Linked DNA regions of Mus musculus: region 1 is linked to region 2. A link is a contact called in public capture Hi-C data. All regions are on one chromosome and are shown on one strand. The core of a region is the stretch at or near the end of the contact, and the rest is flanking DNA. Distances in the headings are between cores, read along the strand shown.

Region 1 (5,947 bases), core at 3,157-5,656, 470 kb after region 2:
CGACCACGGTTTTCAAAGGGCAGCTCCCCTGGCTGGAAGGATCCTCTCGGCCTCCATGATGGGGAATGGGCAGTGGGCCCTTGATGGAGTCCTCACCTAAGGGGCTGGTGGCCAGAGCCAAACGGTCCCATGGTTAGCTGGATGCAGCGGTCACAGGTCCCCAGCGCTACTGCTGGAGAGAAGAGAGGCAGGGTCTGGTGGTGTGGCTACAGACCAGCTCTGGTTGCCATGAGACTGCAGAGATCATGAGTCCCACCCCCATCCAGGTAGGTACTTGAGGCTCTAGTGTACATTCAAACTGTCTTCCACGTGTTCCCACTACATGGGACCTTTCAACAGCTGACTGAGGTCTCATCAGTCAGCTTGCTCCAGACCTTTAGCAGCTCCCAGCTGGCCTTCAAGGCCAAAGCCCTGCCTGGAGGTCCAAGGTCTAATCTGGTCTAGTCTGTCTCTGCCAGTTTGTTCCCAGAAGGGACGGAGGGAACACCACACCCAACCCACCTTTCCATCCCTGTCAATGCGGCCACTTCAGTACAAATTCTCTTCCTCCAGAGCCTTTTTTTGGTAGCAATCTCAAGGGGTGTGATTTGAGTAGATAGACCTTTTTTCTTTTTAGTGCTGTGGTCAGAACCCAGGGCCTGAGGCTTGGGGCCATGATCCCTGTGAGCCACACCCCGTCCCCTAGTGTAATGCTTATAAGGTTGCACTCCAAGAGGGCTGCATGCACACCTGGCCTTCTCTATGTTCCCGTTTAGTCTGATGACTCTCTGACAGAGAGCATGTATGGGATTTCAGGTCTTTAGGACCTCAGGTGGATCAGCCATACCTTGCCCTGGTCTCCAACGGCTACTCCCAGAGAGGGGGTGCTTGCCAAACCAGACTACCTCTTGTCAGTCAGCCCAGCAACACCACTGAGTGCCCAGGGCAAGCCTGGCTCTGCATGGGTGGGCCCTGGCCCACTGTTAGACATCTGCTTCTTCGGGGGTACTACAGGTGCTTCCTCCCCACCAAGCTGAGATGCCAGCTCTCTGGGAACCTTCCAGAACCCTGAGCTTGGCCTCTTCCCCGATCAGGCTGGACAGACCACTCTGCACTCTGGAACCTGTTATCACATCTCCTCCCTGAGGGTAAACTGGGCTGGCTGTGGGCTTTGCCCAAAGGACTCCTGGACTGTGGCTATCTTTAGAGGACCTTAGAACCCTGAGTGGTGACCTGGAGGAGGCGCCCAGCGTTTAGTGAGCAGGGACTATAAAGGCTAAGAAGGATTCTGCATTCGGAATCTGAAAGTTACAAAGGCACAGGGCCGGCCACTGGTTTCAGCAACCGTTGTTTTCCAGGGCTCTGCCATACACTGAAACCGTTAAGAATACCACATGTGCTGCCCAAGTGGAAGAGTTCCCAGTCTGGAAAACCCGCTTTGCAACAGTGCTCACGGCCCTGGAGCTGCGGGCCTGGGGGCTGTGTGCTTCCCCTCATGGTGGGCTCACTCTTGTGCATTCTGCAGCACGAGGAACTCACCAGTGGTCTCACTGTGACTCCAGCACCACAGAAATAGACAAGAGGGAAACAGCTTATTTCACCAGCAATCCTTTCCCATTACTGTTTGGACACCACTGATGTCCAGGTTAATAAACAGGCTGTGACTAAAGGCACGGTGGGACCATCAGGGAGGCCCTGCCCCACTTGCCTAAGGCAGCCTGGTACCTTGACCTTGACCTGCTTTCTGCACACTGACACCTGCCCAGCATGCAGCCGGCTCTGGTCACCATGAACTCTAGAGGCAGATCTAGCTGCTGACTAGACCTGTTCACCTGGGCCACTAATCTCAGGCTCCTGTGGATATTGCTAAACAGTTGGGGACCCAGGGTCAAACGTTCTTCAAACAAACCTCCAGACCCACATTCTCTTATTCTCTAGGACTCTGCAGCCTGGCACTACTGAATCTTTCTGGAAGAGGCCAGTCTTTTTTGTTTGTTTGTTTGTTTTGTTTTGTCTTTCAAGACAGGGTTTCTCTGTATAGCCCTGGCTGTCCTGGAACTTGCTCTGTAGACCAGGCTGGCCTTGAACTCAGAGATCTGCCTGCTTCTGCCTCCCAGGTGCTGGGATTAAAGGCGTGTGCCACCACTCTAAGATTGCCCGACAAGGCCAATCTTATAGGCTGCAATCTGTTAACAAATCCCTGTTTCTACCCACCAGATGCCACAAGCATCATGTCCCCAAACCCAAGTTGTAACAACCCAGACTGTGTCCAAAAATCCCTTTGTAGTGCTGGCACAGCATGTGGAGGGTCTGGGTTGAGTCTCCGACACTCCAGAGCAGCCCGTGCAGTCCTCCCTGAGAACCGCTGCCCCGCCCCTTCCCAGGCAGTCACGGGGCATGCTATATGGGGCATCCTGTTCTCTTTTCTCTCAACGTACTAACCTGCCTACTTCGGCGCACTTCCTCCTTGGTCACCATACTGCCATTTGTCCACTGCTCAAGTCTCCCCTTTCCTTCAGAGCCTGTCTAGCTCCCCACCTCTATGGGGCACCATGCAGAAAGTCACCTATCCCCCCACACAGACAGAACCAGAAAGGACCTTGGAAGCAGATAGCCACTCTGTGTCCCCACTAAACAGCGGTTTGCCTCACACTGGCTATACAGATGTAAAATTCCTAAGGGCCTTACCCTCCCTCCATGGTAATGGAGAGCAGGCTTCTAATCACATCTACCCAAGCAAGGAATTTAGTAAGTGTCCCTTTCCCCAAGAAACAGTGGCTCCCTCAGCGCAGGGTGGGGCGACACTGTAGCACCTGGCTGCCCTCTACCTCCTCAGCTGGAACGTGGGTGTCCAGCTTAGTGCCTCAGAGCACAGCAGAGATCTGTGAGAAAAGCCGTCTGCGTCCCCTACAACTGAGACTCTGAGTTATCTGACTCAGTTTCTCTGGCCGTGTGGTTTGGGGGGCAGAGGGATCACTGGCACGAGGAGCAGCACTTGGCACTGGCGAATGGCAGGAGTCATTCTGTCACCTACAGCAAAGTTTCCAAATGTCAGGCCCCACTCCCTTACCTCAGTCTGTCAGGCTGTTCACCCAGGCAGTTACTCTTTCCCTGTCACCTCGCCAGAGCCCGGGTTTCTGTGGCTCTGCTCACGAAACTGACAGCTTCCTCCTCAGAGACCTAGCGGGTGCAACTTGCCACAGTCTCTGGAGTCTTCCTTCTTTCTGACTCATTCAGTAAGCACAGATGCCTGAGGGCTGCAGCCCAGCCTCTCTTTGCCGCCTTCATTCCCAGCCCACCACGACCAACCCCGTAACTCCAGCCGACAGCTCAACCTCAAGGTGCTGCAAGGAGCTACCTTAATATTCCTCGGGTCTTCATCTGACTCTCAAGTCACTTAGAAACGGCCAACCGAACAACTGTTTTCTTTGGCAGAAGGCAGTCAGCACCAGTGAAGCCATTGCTGCCTCCCTCGGCATCCCTCATCTCCTGCCTTGTCAAGTCCACCTCTAGTTATTCCTTGACCCACCCACTTCTCTTCACTTCCTCTCCCACCACCACACACTACACCACAGTTTCCGTTCACCTACTGCCTGCACTTGCCTGCAGTCCACAAGGAGCCAGAGACTGGTGGAATGGTTAGTGTGGTCAACCTGACAGAAGCTAGGGTCACCTGGGAGACGGGCCTCGGAGCATACCAGGAAGGGATTGATTCTCTTGATCAGGTTAACCGATGTGAGGAGACCCAGGTAGCTGTGGGCAGGAACTCCTGGCCTCCATAAAGAAGGGAGAGTGCACTAGCAGGCACTGATGGCTCTCAAGATTCTATACTTCAGAACTGTGGAAACGACGTGGCCAGCTGCTTCAAGCACTTACTGCCCTGACTTCCTCACGACGGACAGCACCAAGAACTATGGGGGAAATAAGCTCTTTCTTTCTTTCTTTCTTCCTTCCTTCCTTAAGTTGCATCAGGGAAAGAAACTAAGACTGCCGGTCCCAACAGACCGGAGACCCCGGGGCTGGGTCCGCAAGTTCTCCCTGGATCCTGCCTGCCAGCTGCAACGCCACGTACAGCCGTGTGCCCGGAACATCAGCCGGCGTCCTCCTCGGCAAGGCAACCTGATGCTCTCTGCTCTGGTCCCCTTCCCCAGGACCCCCATTGCGCGTGGCACTTAACACCGCGTGACGACTGTGTTTGCTCACGTGTCCCTGCCGCGCCTGCTCGGCAGTATCCACCTGGTTCCCCCCATCCCCAAGACCCGGCCCCTCGTACGTGCTCGGCGAATGCCAGGCGAACGGGCCCAGAGCCACTGGAAAGCTGGGGAAACTGAGGCCGGGCGAGAAGGCAGGGGACCGCCCACACGCCCACTTACCTCCGCCCAGGCTCTCGCCGGGAGCCTCCTGCCGGAAGCTCGAGGTGGGCACTGTGCCTCAGGAGGCGAGACTTCCGCCGGAAGTCGGTGGGGTGGGCGGAGCCAGAGCATCTCTAAGGCGGCTACAGCAAGCTTCCCAACACGGTCCCTCTGTACCTTTCCCTTAAACGGGCACCAGGAACGAATCACAGCTACTAATAACTCTGTACAGGGCTTATTTCTTCAGGGACTTCAAGCAGCAGGGAAATGACATGACAACCATTAAATTTTATTAGTAAAACGTCCTGGCAAAGTGATAATGGACACTTTGTGACATTGCGTATGCCTATAAATTTGTGAGAATTATTCAATAGGCTGAGTACGTGAAGTTCATCGCAGAGGAAATGGAACCCAAAAGGAAGGGGGTAAGAAGGATCTAGTCTTACCGGGAGCCCAGGGAAGCAGGTTACAGTGGCCGCAGAACACCAATTTAGCACACCTGGATTTGACTCATTTCAGGTACAGAGTATGTGGGCAAGATAACCTCTAAGCCATGCAAGCTAGGGCTGCAGACCCGAGCTGGCCCAGTTCTCGGCGTCTGCTCATCCGGGCTCTACTAGGACTGGCTGCAAACAGGAATCCTTGCACATGACTTGGCTGGGCTCCTGGCTCCTAGCAGAAGGCTCAAGGCCAGCGTGTAAGCTGTGCTTTGTGCACACTGCTGCTGTAGGCTGTTGCCAGCTGGCATCACGAAAGCATTCGTTGATTCAATGCTTCCTGAGACCTACAATGGTGCCCATCGCAGCCCAAGGTCTTGGCTTCGTTCAGCCCTCAAAGCCTGCGTTGCATGCACTTTCTATGCCTTCTGAAAGCGCCTGTCCTCACCCCCTTCTGACTGAGGCAAGGGGAAGTATCTATTTTCATCACTGCCTTCATTCAAACCTCCCAGCTACCAAGGCTGCTGATGGGAGCACCAGCTTAAAGCACCAGCTGGCAAGCTGGGCACTAACTGCAGGCAACATGCGGGGTGCGGAACATGTCTTCTTTGAAAGGCACAAGTACTCGAGCTGTTCCCTGGCTGTGTCCCTGGCAGGGGAAAAAGGGAGGATGGGTTCTTGGGGGTGTACAGTATGCCTTTCCACGTTGTACCCAGCACGACTGAGCAGAAAACGCTCTGTCCTGTAGCACAAGCTGTGAGCATCCTTAGCCAGCAGGTGTGAGTAGTTTGCGCATGACAAGAGCAGGAGAGATGAGGGGAGAGGGAGATGCTCTCAGAGTGGCTGGGAGCTCTCCACATGCTCCCAGGCACACTGAAATGAAGGCTGTCAGGCCGCTCCTCACCCTTGGGACAGGGAATAAGTGCAGAGGAAGAGGTGTGGATAGGAAGCAGTCTACATGAAAGAGTATTTATTGAAAACACATCACTGACAGGAAGCTCCTGGCTGCTCTCTGGTTACACTCACAGCTCATGACTGAGAGCACTACAGTTTTGTTCTTGATTTTATTTTCCCTTAAACATTCTATCCTAAGATAGGAAGATCTTATATAAATATATATACATGTCTGTATAAGTATGGCCTATAGTAAAGAAAATATATAGTACACTCTTCACTGGG
Region 2 (5,253 bases), core at 2,247-4,746:
GATCCTCGTGCCATGGCCCCTGGTGCTCAGACTAGATATTGCACAGTTAGGACTGGCTAAGCAAGCAGTGACTAGCTGAGCCCTCCACTGCTGGTGTCAGCTTCCCCTTACATCCTGCATCAGAGCGGGTTGTTGGCAGCAAAAAATGGCAACAGACAGAATGACAGTAATTGGGCCTTTAGGCCAGGTATAGTACATAGCTCACTTTTGTAACCGCAGTTCATGGGAGGTAGAGCCAGCAAGGCTGTGGCAAGTTCAAGGCCAGCTGGGACTACATCATGAGCTCCCTTCCACTCCCCAAACTAAAAAAAAAAAAAAAAGAACCAACACAAATACAAACAAATAGATAAGCTTGTAGAAGAAACTAAGGGGTGTTGTAATAGGGACAGTCTTGAAGGGGGAGCCGAAAGTGCTGTGACTACAGAGTCACTGCACATTCTTCTCCTCACACTCTAGACGGCTTTGTGGTCTCTAAGAAATGTATTGGTCAATATAAATGGCTACCAGGTCTTATCTTACAAGAGGGGCAACCAGCACCTTTCTCATTGTCACCTCTACCTTCCCTAGATATGTGCAGGTGAAATTTGTCTGTATTCGGACGCAGTCAAACAGGAAGAAAACTCGGAAGGTGGACAGGTGTCCAGCGTATCTGCTGCTGCAATACAACGAGACTCTAGATAGACTGTTTATCAGTGAGTTGAATACCCAGCACATTCATGCTGACTCTAATGCTTCTGGAGGAATCCCTGCTAGCAAGCCTCAGGCAATATGTCTACACAAACTCCCGCCGGTGCAGCTCAGCATCAGGAAAGACCTTGATACAGCAGAGAAGCCCTCAGTAGAGCCGTCATTTTGCCTCGATAAGATACACAAGCCCTCAAATCCAGAACAGGAGGGCATCAGTCCTTCTGATATGGCCAAGATAGCAAAAGTGATGAAGAACTTTCTTACCGTGGACGAGGGCTCAATGGCCTCCTTCAGTGTGGGCACCAGCCAAGACCTAGACCGACTCAGCTTCCAGAGCAGCAAGATGAGTGACCTGTTCGCCCGATTCCCAGAGACACTCTTGCTGCACCGGGTGGAAAACAGCCAGGGCCATATTCTGTATGCTTTCTTGGTGGAGAACAAGGAGCGAGAGAGTCGAGTGGTGCACTTCGCTGTGCTCAAGGCTGAGACAGCGCCTTCTGTGGCCAAGATGCTCAATATCTTTACAGAATTCAACTCTGATTGGCCCAAGGTCAAGATGGTCTTTGTGGACCCTTCATTCCCTCACCGAGCGATCTTACAGGAGATCTTCCCCTCTGCCCGCACTCTCCTCTCTATCTACCACACCACTCGTCTCTTGGAGAAGAAGTTACACCAGAGTTCAGTAAATGCGTCTTTTAAAAGGCTCATGAAAGAAGCTCTGCGGGAAGCTGTGTTTGTCTCTTCTGATGCAAGCCTAAAAAATCTCTGTGAGATGTCCCAAGTCCTACTAGATGAGGAACTCTTCAGTTTCCTCCAGGCCCATTGGTTCTCCTGTGAACTGCTGTGGTACATACATGTGAGGAAGGGCCTGCATGCATGTAACACCTACATGGACAGCCTAGACATAGTCACCAGCAAGGTGTCAAGCCTCTTTCGGGAACAGCGGTCTCTGCTGGACTGCATCCTTCACTTTGTGGATTACATAGACTTCTTTAATACCAAAGGTCTGAAGAGCTTGCCCACAAATGCTCCCAAGTTAAGGAGAACTCGGCTCCCAAGCACGCCTCCAAGGCCCAAGAAGCCTTTTAGAATTTGTGGTGGGGGTGACACCAGGCTCCCTGTGGAAGAGGTAGAAGAGACAAAGGCAGACTCAGCACAGTCTCAGTTGCCACAGCCCCAGGATCAGTCCTCCAAGGCTGGCATGCTAGACATCTTGCACCAGAGTGGCTCTGAACTAGCCTACAAGTTGTGTCATAATGAGTGGGAGGTGGTACAGAATTCCACCCACCTGGTAGACGAGGCCGGCTCCTCAGTGGCTGTTCAGCTGCTAGAGAACTCACACCAGGTGAGCAAAGATGGCTGTAGCTGCAGCTGCTCCTTTCAACAGTGCTACCATCTGCCATGCCGCCACATTTTGGCTCTGTTGCATACCAGCCAGCAGCCAGTAGGGGAAGCCATGGTGTGCTGCCGGTGGCAGAAGAAATACCAGCACCTCCTTGACCCCAATGGGGAGCTGCAAGACCGTGGAATCATCCCAAACACAGATCAGCCTGAAAAGCAAGGTCAGAACCACATGATTCGGGACCTAAGCAGGGAGCTGGCAAACCTGCTGATGCAGACCGAGGGGCCAGAGCTGGAGGAGCGCTGCTCCACCCTGCGCAAGATTGTGGACATCTGGGCAGACCCCTATCAGCTGCCTGAGTCCAGTCAGCAGCCAGTTGACTTCAGAGACGTGGGCTGCCTCCCTTTCCTCTGGGGAAAGCTAGAGGAAGCAGACAGCCCCCCTCTTGCTGAAGCCATGGTTCATGATTGAAGTGTTTGTACTAGTGAACCCATCTCAGAACCACCTTGGGACAGTTCAAAGTGGTGGGTCAGACTGTAGGTCAGTATTTTTATCAGTGTCTTCCTAGGTAAGGGCTAAGAAGATCTTAAAACTCGGGGGAGAGGGACTCCACTGTGACAATCCTTTGACCCTGCCTCATTTCAGCCCTACCTTTGGCGTTCTGTAGACACCTTGTTCATTGTTCAAAGCCAAAGTTATTCCATATGAAAGGGCATGCTCCTTTCTTCCCAGCCTACACAGACGAACCCTTGCCCAGGTTAGGATAAACACAATGGGCCCGGAAAGGAGCTTTGTGTCCAGAGACAGAGGGGGAGGAGGGTAGCCCTTGATTGTCAACTGTTGCTGCTCTTTAGAAAATACCTGTTACGTATTTTTATTCACACTAATAAAGTCGGTTTTTGTTTTGTTTCACGTTTGTGTTTTTTGAGACGGGGCCTCATGTAGCCCAGACTAGCGGCCTCAAAACGTTGTCATTTTAAAGGAACCATGAATGTTGTCTAATGGGGTACTTGACATTCAGAGGGTTAGTAATGCACCCCCATACTCTGCCCTCTTCCTACCAACCTATCCTACAACACAGATGGTAGCTTGTCTTGTTCATTCTGTCCTGTCAGGGACCAGGAGGAAAGACCGACCTAAATCCTAGATTTTACTGCAAGCCACTTGCTGGGACGCTGTGGGCAAATTCCTAATTTAAACTTTTTAATTTTATTTTCGAGAGAAGCCTAGCCTGGAACTTGATGTAGACCAGGCTGGCTTCTGCTTCCCCAGTGCTAGGATTAAATACGTGTGACACCACACCCAGCTGTTTAAGACTTGGTCCTACTAGGTTGCCTGAGTTAGCTTCAAATTCTTGATCCTATCTCAGACCCTGAATAACCGGAATTACAAGCCTCAGTTTCTCCACAAGGCAAAGAATGCAGGATTACATTTGCACCTTTTTCCACCATTCTGTATCTACGGAGCTTGACAGCTCGATAGCCGACAAACTAAATGTTGTCCGTATAAAACACTGCTCTTTTTTATTTTTATTTTGGCCTTTAAAAGGTGCCGCCTTTCCAGCCCCCTAGACCGAAGGGAGGCTTCGCCCTCGGGCGGCCTGTTCCGGGCTTGAACATCCTTCCACAAGCTCTCATTGGTGATTTCTGGCCGAGCCTCTGTAACCCTGGCAACAGCCCCGTCCAGGAGCTGCCAGTCCAGGATTGGTCCGTAACTCCCAAGTTCCACAGCGAGCTCCTTTGGTCTGAGTCATTGTGAAGCTGGCGTGGTGATTGGCGAGGCTGGACGTCAGTCAGTCGGAGGCGGGCCCAGTGGGAGGAATGGCTGCCGCGTCTGCCGGTGCGCGAATGGTCTCGGCCGTGGAGGCGTGAAGCCGGGTCTCAGCGACTAGTGCATTCAGCTTCCACCAGTGGAAGGTGGATTTCGGCTCCGCTGGGCTTGAACACGAACCTCAGCCTTCCGCGTCCCCCACCGGTGTTCAGGTGAGGTCAGAGGCCGCCTTCCCTTCCTGATCCATAATTTGGGACTCTATAGGATGCCATCAGGATCTGGAGCCAAAGCTCGGCTTCCAGCTGTTGTAATGATGGACAGATAGCCTATGCTTTCTACCTCAGTCTTTCATGTGTCTTTGAACCTGAGTCTTTCATCGGCGAAATGGGGACAGTGAATGGAGCCAAATGGGAAACATTTGCATAAAGCATTACATCCAATCAGGATATGTGTAGGCGCAGGAGAGGTTACACACATGCTAGCCCCCTTAAAGTGAAAGGAATTGCCGGCCAGTGGTGGCGCATGCCTCTAATCCCAGCACTTGGGAGGCAGAGGCAGGCAGATTTTAGAGTTCGAGGTCCACAGAGTGAGTTCCTGGACAGCCAGGGCTATACAGAGAAACCGTCTCGAAAAAAGCCAAAAGAAAAAAATAAATAAAGTGAAAGGAATCAAGTTTCAGAGAAGGCAATTGGCTTGCTCAATATTTCACAGCAAATTTTGAGCAGTTTTTTTTTCCTGGTATATACCAGGACCAAAGAAAAAGTTGGTAAGAATTATAAGAATTTGTGAACAGAAAGGCCATGCAAATATTTAGAATGATTTTTAAAAAAGAATTAAATGTTGACACATGCCTTATTTGCAGCACTTGGAAGCTGAGGTGAGAGGATTGCTGTGGACAAGTCAGAGCTACACAGCAGAATCCTTCTGTAGAAAAAGAAGGTCCACATGCCATATGGGTTTTTTTGTTTTGTTTTTTGAGACAGAGGGGTACTCTGTGTAACAGCCCTGGCTCGCCTAGAACTCACAGAGATCAGCCTGCTTCTGCCTCCCAAGTGCTAGGATTGGCCATGTGTTTTCAATCCTCTATACTGCCAGTGAGCTATTATGATCTCCTATTGTCTAGAATGACCTTGAACTGACCCTGCTGCCTCCACCTCCCAGGTGCTGGGATTACAGGTGTTGGTGCCACACCCAATTCCCTAGTTCTTTTGTTTGGTTGGTTCGGGATTTTTGCATGCATGAGTGTGTGGTGGTTGTTAGGGGTTTTGTTTTTGTTTTTTGTTTTTTTAAGACAGGTTCTCTCTAAATTGCCTGTGCTGGTCTTGAGCTGATCCAGTGACGCCTGGTGACGCTTCTGTCTCAGCATTTTAGGTAGCTTAGATCACAAAGGTACACCACTGCATGTGACTTCCTGCCCTTTTTAGTTCCTGGGCTGGCTTGTTATTTATCCCTCA

Evidence for each region. Capture Hi-C pulls out chosen DNA fragments and counts their contacts.
Region 1: a contact with region 2 is called in a capture Hi-C map of macrophages, with 2.1 times the contacts expected there. The contact joins the promoter of Slc35c2 here to the promoter of Zswim1 in region 2. A contact is called at or near these places in 6 of 39 promoter capture datasets (the C10 cell line, the HPC-7 cell line, the SN4741 cell line and 3 more), 1 of 484 Hi-C or Micro-C datasets (the G1E-ER4 cell line), 4 of 115 datasets of contacts at active chromatin or transcription factors (acute myeloid leukemia, bone marrow-derived macrophages, large pre-B cells and 1 more) and 1 of 9 other capture datasets (macrophages).

What each region holds. Positions count from the first base shown.
Region 1 is chr2:165,283,432-165,289,378 of GRCm38.p6, forward strand. It overlaps Slc35c2 (solute carrier family 35, member C2), which reads right to left and starts at 4,407. Exons shown (of 10, transcript NM_144893.2): 1 at 4,353-4,407; 2 at 1-172. Elmo2 (engulfment and cell motility 2) reads right to left here. Exons shown (of 21, transcript NM_080287.2): 21 at 4,600-5,947.
Region 2 is chr2:164,819,190-164,824,442 of GRCm38.p6, forward strand. Zswim1 (zinc finger SWIM-type containing 1) reads left to right here and starts at 3,497. Exons shown (of 2, transcript NM_028028.2): 1 at 3,497-4,011. It overlaps Zswim3 (zinc finger SWIM-type containing 3), which reads left to right. Exons shown (of 2, transcript NM_178375.2): 2 at 568-2,938. The coding sequence ends at 2,500. It also overlaps a transcript of Acot8 not described here.